Linked DNA regions of Mus musculus: regions 2 and 3 are each linked to region 1. A link is a contact called in public Hi-C data. All regions are on one chromosome and are shown on one strand. The core of a region is the stretch at or near the end of the contact, and the rest is flanking DNA. Distances in the headings are between cores, read along the strand shown. Region 1 holds the start of Lockd (lncRNA downstream of Cdkn1b). Region 2 holds the start of Aebp2 (AE binding protein 2). Region 3 holds the start of Cd69 (CD69 antigen).

Evidence for each region. A called contact is a pair of places that touch in the nucleus more often than the background predicts.
Region 2: a Hi-C map of B cells shows a contact between it and region 1, with 5 read pairs. The contact joins the promoter of Aebp2 here to the promoter of Lockd in region 1.
Region 3: a Hi-C map of B cells shows a contact between it and region 1, with 8 read pairs. The contact joins the promoter of Cd69 here to the promoter of Lockd in region 1. A contact is called at or near these places in 1 of 39 promoter capture datasets (pre-B cells) and 2 of 484 Hi-C or Micro-C datasets (B cells and CD4 T cells).

The regions. Positions count from the first base shown.
Region 1 is chr6:134,926,984-134,930,724 of GRCm38.p6, reverse strand. Lockd (lncRNA downstream of Cdkn1b) reads right to left here and starts at 1,633. Exons shown (of 2, transcript NR_037956.1): 1 at 1,440-1,633.
Region 2 is chr6:140,621,641-140,625,381 of GRCm38.p6, reverse strand. Aebp2 (AE binding protein 2) reads right to left here and starts at 1,880. Exons shown (of 8, transcript NM_001005605.2): 1 at 1,038-1,880. The coding sequence starts at 1,687.
Region 3 is chr6:129,273,326-129,277,066 of GRCm38.p6, reverse strand. It overlaps Cd69 (CD69 antigen), which reads left to right and starts at 1,698. Exons shown (of 5, transcript NM_001033122.4): 1 at 1,698-1,845. The coding sequence starts at 1,782.

The DNA of each region.
Region 1 (3,741 bases), core at 384-2,883:
CACTTAACCTCCCCCTCCCCACCCCCAAGACCTAGATGTCCATAGATTTCTATTTAGCTGTTCCAGAGCCTAAATGTAAAGGCTTCACTTTAGTATGAAAAGTTAGGGTGGATACAGTAGCACGTGCCTACAGTCCCATCTGGTTAAGAGATTACGTCAGACACATCAAGTTCAAGACCAGCAAGAAGTAGAGGGAGGGAGAAAGAGGGAGGGGAGCCATTATTAGTAGTAATGCATTTATTTTTGACCTGGGACTCATAGAGATCCATCTGCCTCTGCCTCACGAGTACTGGGATTAAAGCTGTACACCACCATGTCCAGTGGGGTTTTATTTATGACCTCCTTTGTTTGTACGCTTGTTGGTATATTCGAGGTAGGGAGGGTTATATGCAGCCCAGGCTGACTGCAAAGTCTCTCAGTATCCTAAGCAGGCCTTGAACTCCTGATCCTCCTGCCTCCAGCTCCCAAGTGCTCAGATTACAGGTGTGCTCCACCATGCCAAGCCCAAGTTTCCAAGCCTGTTTTCACAGTCACGTGCTATCTGAATCTTTATCTATGACACCCCTGTCCGGGGACCATCCAAATCCCTGCTTGGCTCACACTCAAGATGAAGACCTGTTTCTGAGACTAGCTTCCTCCTTCCAGGGATGTGGTTTTCCTCATGGACTGCTCATTCTGATCGGATGTGTCCTCTGAAAGGCAGAGGTAAGCACTGAGCCTCTAACAGAGTCCATGAATACAGCCTGGAGAGCAGCTCAAACATGTTGGTTTATGGACGGGGTCAAGGAGCTTAGTGGACTGGGAGAGGTAAGGTCAGAACTAGACAGCTAAAAAACTAAGAACATGGCATACTGGTTCAGGGGCCAATGGAGGCTAAGGCTGGGCTTCTGGCTAAAACAGACTGAAAGGAGATATCAGGAGAAATTATTTTAAGGAAAGAAAAAGGGAAGAAAAAAAAAAGGCAAAGGCAAAGAAAGGTATACATATGAGATGTCCCTGATAAAGAGAAAGACTGATCTAGGACTACTGTTTAATTATTATGACGTTTTAAAAGCTTCACTGCAAAGAAAAACATAGTTGGATCCTAATTAATAAAAGCCATCACTTGTATTAGACCTGTTCTACTAATTGAATCCTCCTAGATCTTAACAAACTCTTTCCAATGAGTTTCCTGACCCAGAAATCAAAAGGGGACTTTATGTCCCCTTCTCATCCTCACAAGGGGGGGTGGGGAACCAAACCTGGAAAACAGACAGGTTCCCCCCCCCCTTTAAGGTTAAAAAGGAAGAAAATGACACCGACTGCCTTTGTCCTGATGGATTTTGACACTCTAACCCCAGAAATAACACCTCTTTTGCTCTATATAGAGTCTATAGCCACACCTTGTATTTGGTTGGTTTATTCCTATGACGGGTAATATTCATTTCTAGGATAACTACCCGCTCCCGCCCTCCCCAAGTCTACCTTTCCAAGACAGGGGAAGGTGCGTCCTCGTCGAACTCCCGCCTGTACCTTCCTAGTACCTCTGGCCAGCAGCCTGTGTGCCCGTGCTCCCTGGACATCCGTGAATGTTTGATGCTACATCTCTACCCAAACTGAAGCTTCCCGCCTGCATTCTGTCAACGGCACTTGCGGGCGGGGCGGGGGGGGGGCAACTTTTGGAACAGAAAGCTCCACCCATCCTACTCCCTACTACCTGCAATCAAACCAGCTAAAACACCCCACCTCAGACTCCCCAACTAAGTCTCATCACATGATCTACCGTACGGTAATTTTTTTTTTTTAACAAGAAAACAAGCATCCAAAAAAAAAAAAAAAAAAATTCAAACTGCAGGCGCGAGCCAATGGGGAAGCAGGGGAAGGTGGGCGGGGGAAGCGCGGCGGGCTGGGCGGGGACCCGCGGACCTGTGGACCGAAGGATTCGTAAAACGCAGCAGGCGCACGGTTTAGGCTTTTTTTTTTTTTCTTCCAAAACTCAGTTAAGCGCGAGGCTCCGCCTGCAGCTGCAGCCTCGCAGATCCACCTTAAATCTTCAGTGGACTCGGTGCAGGGGTCAGTGGGCGCAGCCAATGCCAATCAAGTTTACAACCACCAGCTCGGGACGAGGGAGGGGGGGTTTGGGGAAGGCCAGAGGGAGAAACTTCAACTTCTCGCTTTATATGCACACATCACACACGCGCACACGCAAACACACGTACGCACGCACATGCACACGCACACAAAGGGAAGGAGGGGGCCAGAGACCGGCGCTCCGCCGCCAAGTAACAAGTTTGCAAACGCTTCTAAGCTCGCTGGCCGCGGCCTGGACGCGCTTCCCGCGTCCCGACCCGAGCGCCATGATGGTGGCTGCGGTTCTCAGTCCGGGTTCTGGAGGGGGAGCCGCAAATGATGCAATCCCCCGGCCGGCGCCCGAACCGCGCGCCCTTCTCCCGGCCTTTTTCTTAACGTTCCTTTTAGAGGCGCGTCGAGGTTTCGCGCCCAAAGCATGGATAAGGGGTTTTTCTTTTGTTTTATTTTTTAAGATTTCCTAATTTCTGGTTCCTACCTCTGCTGAGTCCTTATGCATGATAAGTCTGTGACTTGGATGGAGGCCCGAGGGACTTGAGACTTGAGTGTACGTGGAAATAAGTGCACTTTCGGTTCTCCGGGATCCGCCTGTGGCTGACCCCACCCTATTACAACCCCACGCGAGTGAAATCAGGGAGACGACCCCATAGGTTTCTAAGTAGGATCCATGGCCTTTTTACCCCTCAGTGTCGTTTGCAAGGTTTCTTTTTTGCTTTAATTTTATTATTTTTTAAAGCCAGGAAAGGGGGGGGCAGGAGTAGGGTGTGGCTCAGGTGAAAGATGGCAAATGAAAAAGAATCCATGCTCTGAAAAACAGATCAGGGATCCTAAGTGGACTTCTAAACAAAACACCTTTTAGTTCAAAGCGCTAGACGAGCAATCGTGTTTTCTGGTGATGATGGTGTAATGGCGAAGGCAATTCTCTGGCTCCCAGGAAAGGTCGCTCAGTGCAGCCAGGGTGGTGGGCACACAGTGGCTTGAAAGGCCGACTGCTTGCTCCCTCCCACTAGTGAATGTCCATAGTCCCCCAATCTAACCCATCACAGCCCCCTCCCCAAATCCTTATTTCCCCCAGTTCTTCCTTGCCCAGGTCTGCGGTTCTGGACAGCCAAGGATGCAAAGGTGGGGGGCACTTTGCAAGCAGGGTGAAGGGCAGGGCTGATCACCGAAAGCGGCAGTGGTTCTCCACAGTTAGGCGCGCATTGGTGACGGTCGCTTAGCCGCCAGCGAGCCGGGAAGGCTTTCGAAATCCGCGGGGCTGCGGATCATTGGAGCCCTGCGGTAGGGGTGGGAGCGGGCTGCTGCCCTGGAGGGTCCACGAACTCCGGGAAATTGGTCCCTTCGGGCAAGTCCCCCAGAACTCAGTGAGCGGCGGGGTGTCCTCTGGGAAGGGTCGTGGGCCTTCCATAGTGATTTTCTTCGTCTGGAGGATCGATGGTGAGGAAGAAAGGTTTCTAAGAAGTAACCCAGCCCGGCTGCGCGGATAGAGGCGCGGCCGCTTTTTTGCGGCCTGCGGGCGCCCGGGGCGCGGGAACTGCGCGCAGCCACCCTGGCAGTGCGGGACTTGCAAGTAGCCGGCGACATTAAAGACTTTTGGTCTTGAGGCGCCAGCCAGCCCGACCAGCAGTTGCCACAGTGAGCGGGCGGGATCGGGGCTGCGGGACAGTTGGGGAG
Region 2 (3,741 bases), core at 631-3,130, 5.7 Mb before region 1:
CTCCCAATTATTTCCGATTCAGCAAAGCAACTGTAAAGGACATCAATTCAAATCTACTGTTCCTTTCCACAATGCTCTTTCTGTGTTTTAAACTTGGTCCCTCAGATTTGATGACCAAAACTCAAATCCCCTGAGATGATATAACTGACAGATGTGAGGGATCTGAGAAGCAGAGATTACACATAACGGACCAGCAGTTCTTTTTAAAAGTAAAGCAAAGCCAGGGGTGGGGGTCTCCTCCCTGCACAAGTTAGTTCTGTGAGTTCCAGGAGACCAGCCATATTGGAAAACACTTGTCAATTGCAGTTCTGACAAGTGTTCCCGAACACCGATGCACGAAGCTAACCTTGTGTACCGAGGTGTACATCAAGGGCCTCTGGAGCTCGGCTGGGGCGTCTGGGCCATTTTGGGGGGGCTGTCTCCGGGACAGAGTCGTCCTTCGATCCGAAAGGAGAACCGCGCGCCGAGGAAAGGAGGGTGGGGAAAGGAGAGTTGAGGGGGGATGGTGAGGAGTTGGAAGCCGCTCAGCGGCAAGAGGGGCGCGGCGGCCGCCCGGGATTTCCAAGTTGAGATCTGGGGGGGAGGGGCTGAGAATCAGGGGGCGGGAGATCCCGGAGAGAAAGTCCCCAGGTCTGGGGTCCCAGAGTCTGGGGCAGGGGAGATTCCGGCGAAGCCGTTCCCAAGGTGGGCAGGCGGGCGGGGCAGGGAAGGAGAAGCAAGAAACGGAAAGGACTGCGGCGAGAAAGTCCCCTCGGTCCCCTCGGCGGAGCCCGGGAATCTACAGAGCAAGGGATCGCTGCTAGAAGGGTCCCCCCCGCCCCCCGCCCCGCGCTGGGCCAAAGGGTCCAGGAGATGGGAGGGGATCGGGCAAGGAAGTCAGCTCAATGGAGTCCAAGAGGAGTCCCCTAGGTCCCCTCTGTGGGGTCCGGGAGGAGTCCCCTAGACGGGATCCACGCAGAGTCCCCTCGAATCAGGAAGAAGTCCCCTGAGTCCCCCTCGTCGAGGTCCGGGAAGGGTCCCCTTGGCGGCGCACTGACCTGTCCTCCGAGTCCATGCGGCTCAGCGGCTCCCCGTCGGACGACATCTCCAGGCTGCCCCGCCGGCCCCCGGAGGTCGCGCTGCTCCCGCCTCCCCCGGTGCCGTAGCCCTCGTCGCCGCCGCTCGACACCACGCTACTGCTGCTGCTACCGCCACCGCTGCTGCCCGGGCCGCCCGGGCCGCCCCGCGGTCCCTTGGGCTCCTCCAGGCCCTCCTTCCCGTCCCCATCGCCGCTGCTGCTGCTCGCCGCGCCCGGGCTCAGCGAGCGCGTCTCGTCGCCGCTGCAGCCGCCGCTGCTGCTGCCCACCAGGCTCTCGGCGCTGCTCTCCTCCTCCGCGCCGCCGCTGCTGCTGCCCTCGTCCTCGTCGTCCTCCTCGTCCTCGTCCTCGTCCCCGCCCGCCTGGCTGGCGCTCTCGGGGCTCGGCTCCGACATGGTCTCCGCCTCGCCGCCCCCCGCGCCGCCGCCCGCTCCCCCGTTCAACAGCAGCGCGGCCACCGCCTCTGCCTCCGCCTCCTCGTCATCCTCCTCCTCCTCTTCCTCCGGCGGCTCGGCCCGGCCGCGCGCCGCGGGCCCGGGGCTGCCGGGGGACAGCGGGCTGAGGCGGGAGAGCTCCTCCAGGTCGGCCATGTCGGCGAGCGCGGCGGCCATGGCGGCGCCTGCTGCTCCTCCGCCTCCTCTCGCCGCCGCCTCCTCGCCCCCGCCACCCCCCGCTCCGCGCCCGCACGCCCCAAACTCCGCGCGGCCGCCGCAGAGCGGGAGGAGGGCCCGCGGGGCTGCGTCAGGCTGCACACGCGCTACGGAGCCCGCGCGGGGACACGCGCCGGAACGCGCGCACTCACGCGGAGGAGGCAGCGCGCCTGCGCGCCGCGGCGGCCCCGCCCCTCCAGAGTTTCTTTGGGCCTTCCCACGCCTTCCCGCTCCGGGCGGAGGCGGGACGAGCCCTCGAAACCCGAAGTCGGTGGGGATTTTCACAGCCCTGGACTTCTACAGAGAGAAGGAGAAGCATCGGCTCAGAGAGAGAGAGAGAGAGAGAGAGAGAGAGAGAGAGAGAGAGAGAGAGAGTGTGTGTGTGTGGTTTGCGGGGGAGGTGGTGTCCTGTAGAAGGAAGCCGTAAGTGGAGCAAGTGTCTGGCCGTCTGAGCGCTTGCCATACTCAAAAGACAGGTCTCAGACATGTGCAGAAAGTTCGATAAATCGGTTTTTTTTTGTTTTTTGTTTTTGAAGCGCCGAGCCGATGTCCACACCGCGGAGGCAGAGGCTTGACTCGCAAGCCAGGCTTGCTTACCTGTCCCGATGTCCCAATGACCCAAGGAGGGCAGCTCAGACGAGGCGGGCGTTGCTTTGGCTCGAGATCCTCGCAGGTTTTAAGTCCTGGAGCTTCTAATAAAATCTGGGGTGACACTTGTAGGCAGGCTGAGTTCTTGGGGTGTAGCGCTGGCCGTTGAGGGCTCTAACCGCTCTTCCAGAGGAGCCGGCGGTCGGTTTGCAGCACCCACAAGGCGGCTCACAACTGTCTAATCCCAGCAGCTCTGACCACATCTCCCGGCCTCCCTCCCAGTCTGGTGGGTGGTGCACACAGGTACCTCACCTAAAAGGCACACCTTTAACCCCAGCCCTAGGGTGGCCGAGGCAGGAGGGTCTCCGAGATTCCGAGGCCAGCCTGATCTATATAGCGAGTTCCAGGCCAAACTGAAATCCTGCCTCACAAAAAGGGAGGGTGTGAAGAAGAAAGCAGGGAAGAGGTTACTACTCCTACTAATGAAAGGCTCCTCCCTATCCCCAGGCAAGAGTCAAACCTTCCCTTTACAGCTAGGGAAGCATTGCATCTTCCTGAACTTCTCGGTAAGGGAATGCTTTGTAAATAAGCTTTTTGTAAAATAAAGACCTGGAGTTTATGAGGAAGGCTGGTGAGCAGCCCACATCACACCCTGACTCCGGGGCACATCTGATGCTCTGGAGTGGGGAAGCAGTCTCAGAGAGCATTCCCTCATTCATTCTTAGTAGATCTTCACACACAAAGAGAGAGAGAGAGAGAGATCCCCCAGGTGGAGTATTTTCATGTTTCTAGAATTCACTGCCCTAATTTAAAAAATAAACATAATAAAAGAAACAACATGTAGTATGAGGCTAGAAGGGATTGTTGCAACTTTGAGGCCAACTAGTGTGGGCCACAAGGAAACCGCCCCACAAATATCTTAGTGTACAGTTGCAGCCTTAACCTTTGGATACATACTATCACACGTAATGTTCCCCCAGTGGAAGGAAACATCCTCAAAAAAAAAAAAAAAAAAAAAAGAAAAGAAAAGAAAAAAGAAAAAGAAAAGAAAAGTTTCCTCAAGGAAAAGCAAAAATTAAAATGATAATATACAATGTAGCTACACTGGCAGGCGTTAACCTCAAACTCTAACTTTCAGAGTCATTCTTGCAGATAGATCAGGAATGTGTTGTCATCCTGGATTGTAGACTGAGGATCACCAAACTGGACTGGAATAAAGCATGACTCAGTGTATGTGGCAGCTGCTCTAAGGCACATTAGAAATTAGGACTGACCTAGCAGAGGAAATTCAAATCTTTTTATCTCCCCCCACCTTCTAAGAATATTATGCAAATATTCTAATCCTCCCCACCCTGTAAACCTTTGTTTAAATAAAGGCCCATGGCTCTATTCTAGAAACTTGGTGGCCTGGAGCCTTGACCTTTTTC
Region 3 (3,741 bases), core at 449-2,948, 5.7 Mb after region 1:
TACTCACTTGAGCTGCCCTTTTCCTTTAAAGAGCTTAGTTAGGAGCCAACTTATAGCAGAGGCTGGCTATGATGACTCTCCCTGCCTATTTTTTGTCAGTTCTGAACTCTATGAAAACCTCATCCCATCCAACAGGCATGAGTCAGAAGAGCACTTCTTGGTATTCATGAGTATCTGGACCTTCCTGCTTTTCACTTGATACTGAATTAATTACCTTATTTATTATGGGAAAACCTGGCACATAGGCATATGGAAAAAGAACCGCTAAGACACAACCGAAAGACCTAAAGGCCCTGCAGTGGCAGGCTCCTGGGCACTCCTATGGAATAAGAAGAAGCTCTCTGTTGTAGAGGGAAAGTAATAGAGGAAGTGCCCAGAGGCCAATGTAGAGGTTCTTCTTGGCTGTAAGGTCTTTGGATTTTAAGGAACCTTTATTAGGAAGCCTTTGGTGAGCTGAATGTTCTCAACAAGATGATATGACATACTTAATCTCATCCCAGCTGCTGTGCAGGAAAGATACTGAGAACAAAAAGGCACATTAGGACCAGCATGTACCTGTCTGTGTCTCAAGCAGACAAATCCACCTGCTGGCTCACCTCAGTTGTCTGTGCCGGTACCTTCCAAGCAACCTAAGCATTATATCTTCACAAAGGCAAACCAGACAACTTTACTCCAGGTCCTTTGACAATCTCTCCATTCTCTGCTCTATTCCATATGTCAAATGTAGAGATCATTCCAGAATGTAAGAAATCATGCTTGTAATTTTTTAAGATCCTCACACTTGACTTACCAAAACAGACATTTTCTGCATTTATGTGGTGCTCAATAACTTATCTGAATGAGATGGATATCATGGGAAGATATGTGTATAGGGATCATCTTCCAAATATCCGAGGCCACAGACACCTGAAAAGGACATGGGGAAATAGAAGGAGATATTCTGCAGTGAGACAAAGTAAGTTTGACAGTGGAGGATGACAAGAAAATGAGCAAGGGATGATGAAATAGATAACTGAAGAGAAACAGTTTTAGATCACACCGAGGAAGTTTCAGACCACAAGCTTTCTGTTTCCTGCACTAAAGCAACTCCTGACACTTGAAAGAACTAGTCTCTGGGGAAAAAAGAAGTGAATGCCACACGTTTTAAATCCATAATTAACTAAATAAAACTTGTCCAATTGAGAGAGAGGGAGAGAGAGAGCCACAAAGATAGAGATTTTAAAATCCCTACTCAACAGTACATCTTCTGGCCACCAACAGCACCTGGTACATAATGGGTATTCAATAAATGCCTGTACCTGCCTACATATACAAAGAAACCAATGCAAAGGATTGCATGAAAAAGTTTTACTCTCTCTTCCAGTGCTTTTCCATGTCAAATACAGCAATCTCAAACTTTTAGCTCCTTGTTTAGATTATACCATTTCCTAAGTTATTTGTGTTTTTAAAAGTTTGTGGAAGGATGTCTTCGATTCTGGGAAAATCCCATTTATCTCTTCCTCTTGAAGCTACAGTTGTGAGAAAGCACATTTCAGACAGCAGGGAAAACCCGCAGCTCACCACAACAACACACGGTGAAGTGTCTAGGCCGCTGGAGCATAAATTAAAGAGAACTGGCTGAGTTGAGTGAGTACAGGGTAGGAGGAAGGGGTGGAGCCTAATCGAGTATAAAGGCTGAAATCCTCCGAGATCAAGACACTGAACAAGACAGCTCCAGCTACATCTCTCCGTGGACCACTTGAGAGTCGCCAGGGACCTTGAGGGGAAAAAAATTAAAAAGGATGGATTCTGAAAACTGTTCTATAACGGAAAATAGCTCTTCACATCTGGAGAGAGGGCAGAAGGGTAAGTCATGTGATTTCTTACATTCTGGAATGATCTCTACATTTGATGTGTGGAATAGAGCGGAGAATGGAGAGATTATCAGAGGACTTGGTTATGTTCTGTTTCAATCAGTAAAAGAGAAACTGGGCATAGGTAAATACCTCTCTAGCTATGAGAAGACAAGATACTTGTATGAGAGAGAGCTATATGACTTTCAGATGATCTTGAAAGGACTTTTCCTTTGAATAGATTTGTAACATCTCAACTCGTGGATTTAAATGATAAATGATAAATTGCCTGGCTTGACCTAGTTATTCTCTATAGTTTTCCCATAACCACCATCATCAGTAAGTTTTATCCTTTTCTTTATGAAGAACTCTGTTTTTCACACAAAGAGTTACGTTCTTGCTCTTTCCTTATCCATTTGCCTGCTTTCTGTGTGTATTCCCTCATTAGTGTTCTCCTCATGAATCCTCCAGTGGTTAGCAGCATTCGGGTCTCCAGGCTCAGAGAAAACAGCATTACACACACCTGAACATGTGCAGTGTCATATGGTGATGCATTAGAATGTAACCCTGTCATTAAAATGTCATCTTCTGCAGAGACCTATGGAATCTCCTCCTTACATTTTGTTCTGTCTCTCTCCTCCAATGAATCACTTCAAATTCTATGACTATATATTTTTCTTCCTTTTTACAAAAGCATGATCACCCTTCACATTTCTGTCTCTTCTGTCTGTTTCTATCTGAGTTGTAAGGAGCCCTCCAGCACTTAGCACTTGGGAATGAGAGTTATTTGAAAGCACGAGCGATCCAGTTAATAAAGGGATTTGCTATGACCAACACCGCCAAGATAGTTGGTGAGGAACGAATTATTTTCTGAGTTTCTCTGTCAAGTTGTCTTGTTGTGTAAAAAAATTAAAAATAAAAAATTTTTTAAAAGTCTCAGTTACCTTTAAAATCTCATCCCTTCTTTGAGAGCATGAAGTCAAAAACATAGATATAAAGTCTACAATATTCATTTTTAGATACCTAAGCAACCCATACCTATATGTCTCACTTAAATTTTTTTTAAAAAGCAGATAATAATGAAACTATAATAAATAGTGGAATGAAGGAAAGACCAAATGCAGAAATTCCTGACCTGGCCTGGGGTCAGCTCCATCTACCTTTGTATATTTAACTTATGTTCTCACGGCCATGACCTTAGCAACACAGCAGCAGTGGAATCAACAGGCTCCTCCTTGGGTGACTGAAAGTTGGTAAATAGGTGGATCTGTTTTCATGCTCTCCATTAATGCACAGGCCTCAGGAGTGTGCTGTTAGGGGGGGATGTTTTGTTGCCTAGGTGACAAGTTGAACTGTGGTTAGCCATGACCCTTGGAGATGGAAATAAACTGTCACGTGGGAGTTGGTCTACATAGTCTACCCACCAGGTGGGTCAATGGGCTGAATGAACTAGTTGAGGTCTAGGGTTGCTTTGGATGTGGGTATGTTTGCTGTGCAGTCAGAGATATTGATAAATTGAGTCCAAGCAATGTGACTATCATATGTTGAGAAACGAAACTAGACCAGTCTCTGAACCTATTACTCAAGCTACAAAGACTGCCTCTGAAGATAATTGTGTATGTGTGTGAAAAGGAAGGCAGGGGAAAACAGACCTAGGCAGGATTGATAAAGGCTTCTCTTAGAAAACTTGAAATCAGATTTTCACCAAGAAAAAGAAAATCCTACAAAATGTACAAGTTGGTGATACTAGCCATGTGATGTCTCCTCACCAAGCTTATCTGGAACAAAATGTTTTAAGAAAAAAAAATCCACAAATTCCAAGATAAAATCTACAGAAATAATCTTGTAACTATAAAAAGTCATCTACAATGGAAAGTTAAGTGTTTTTATAATGAGAAAAGATTTGACA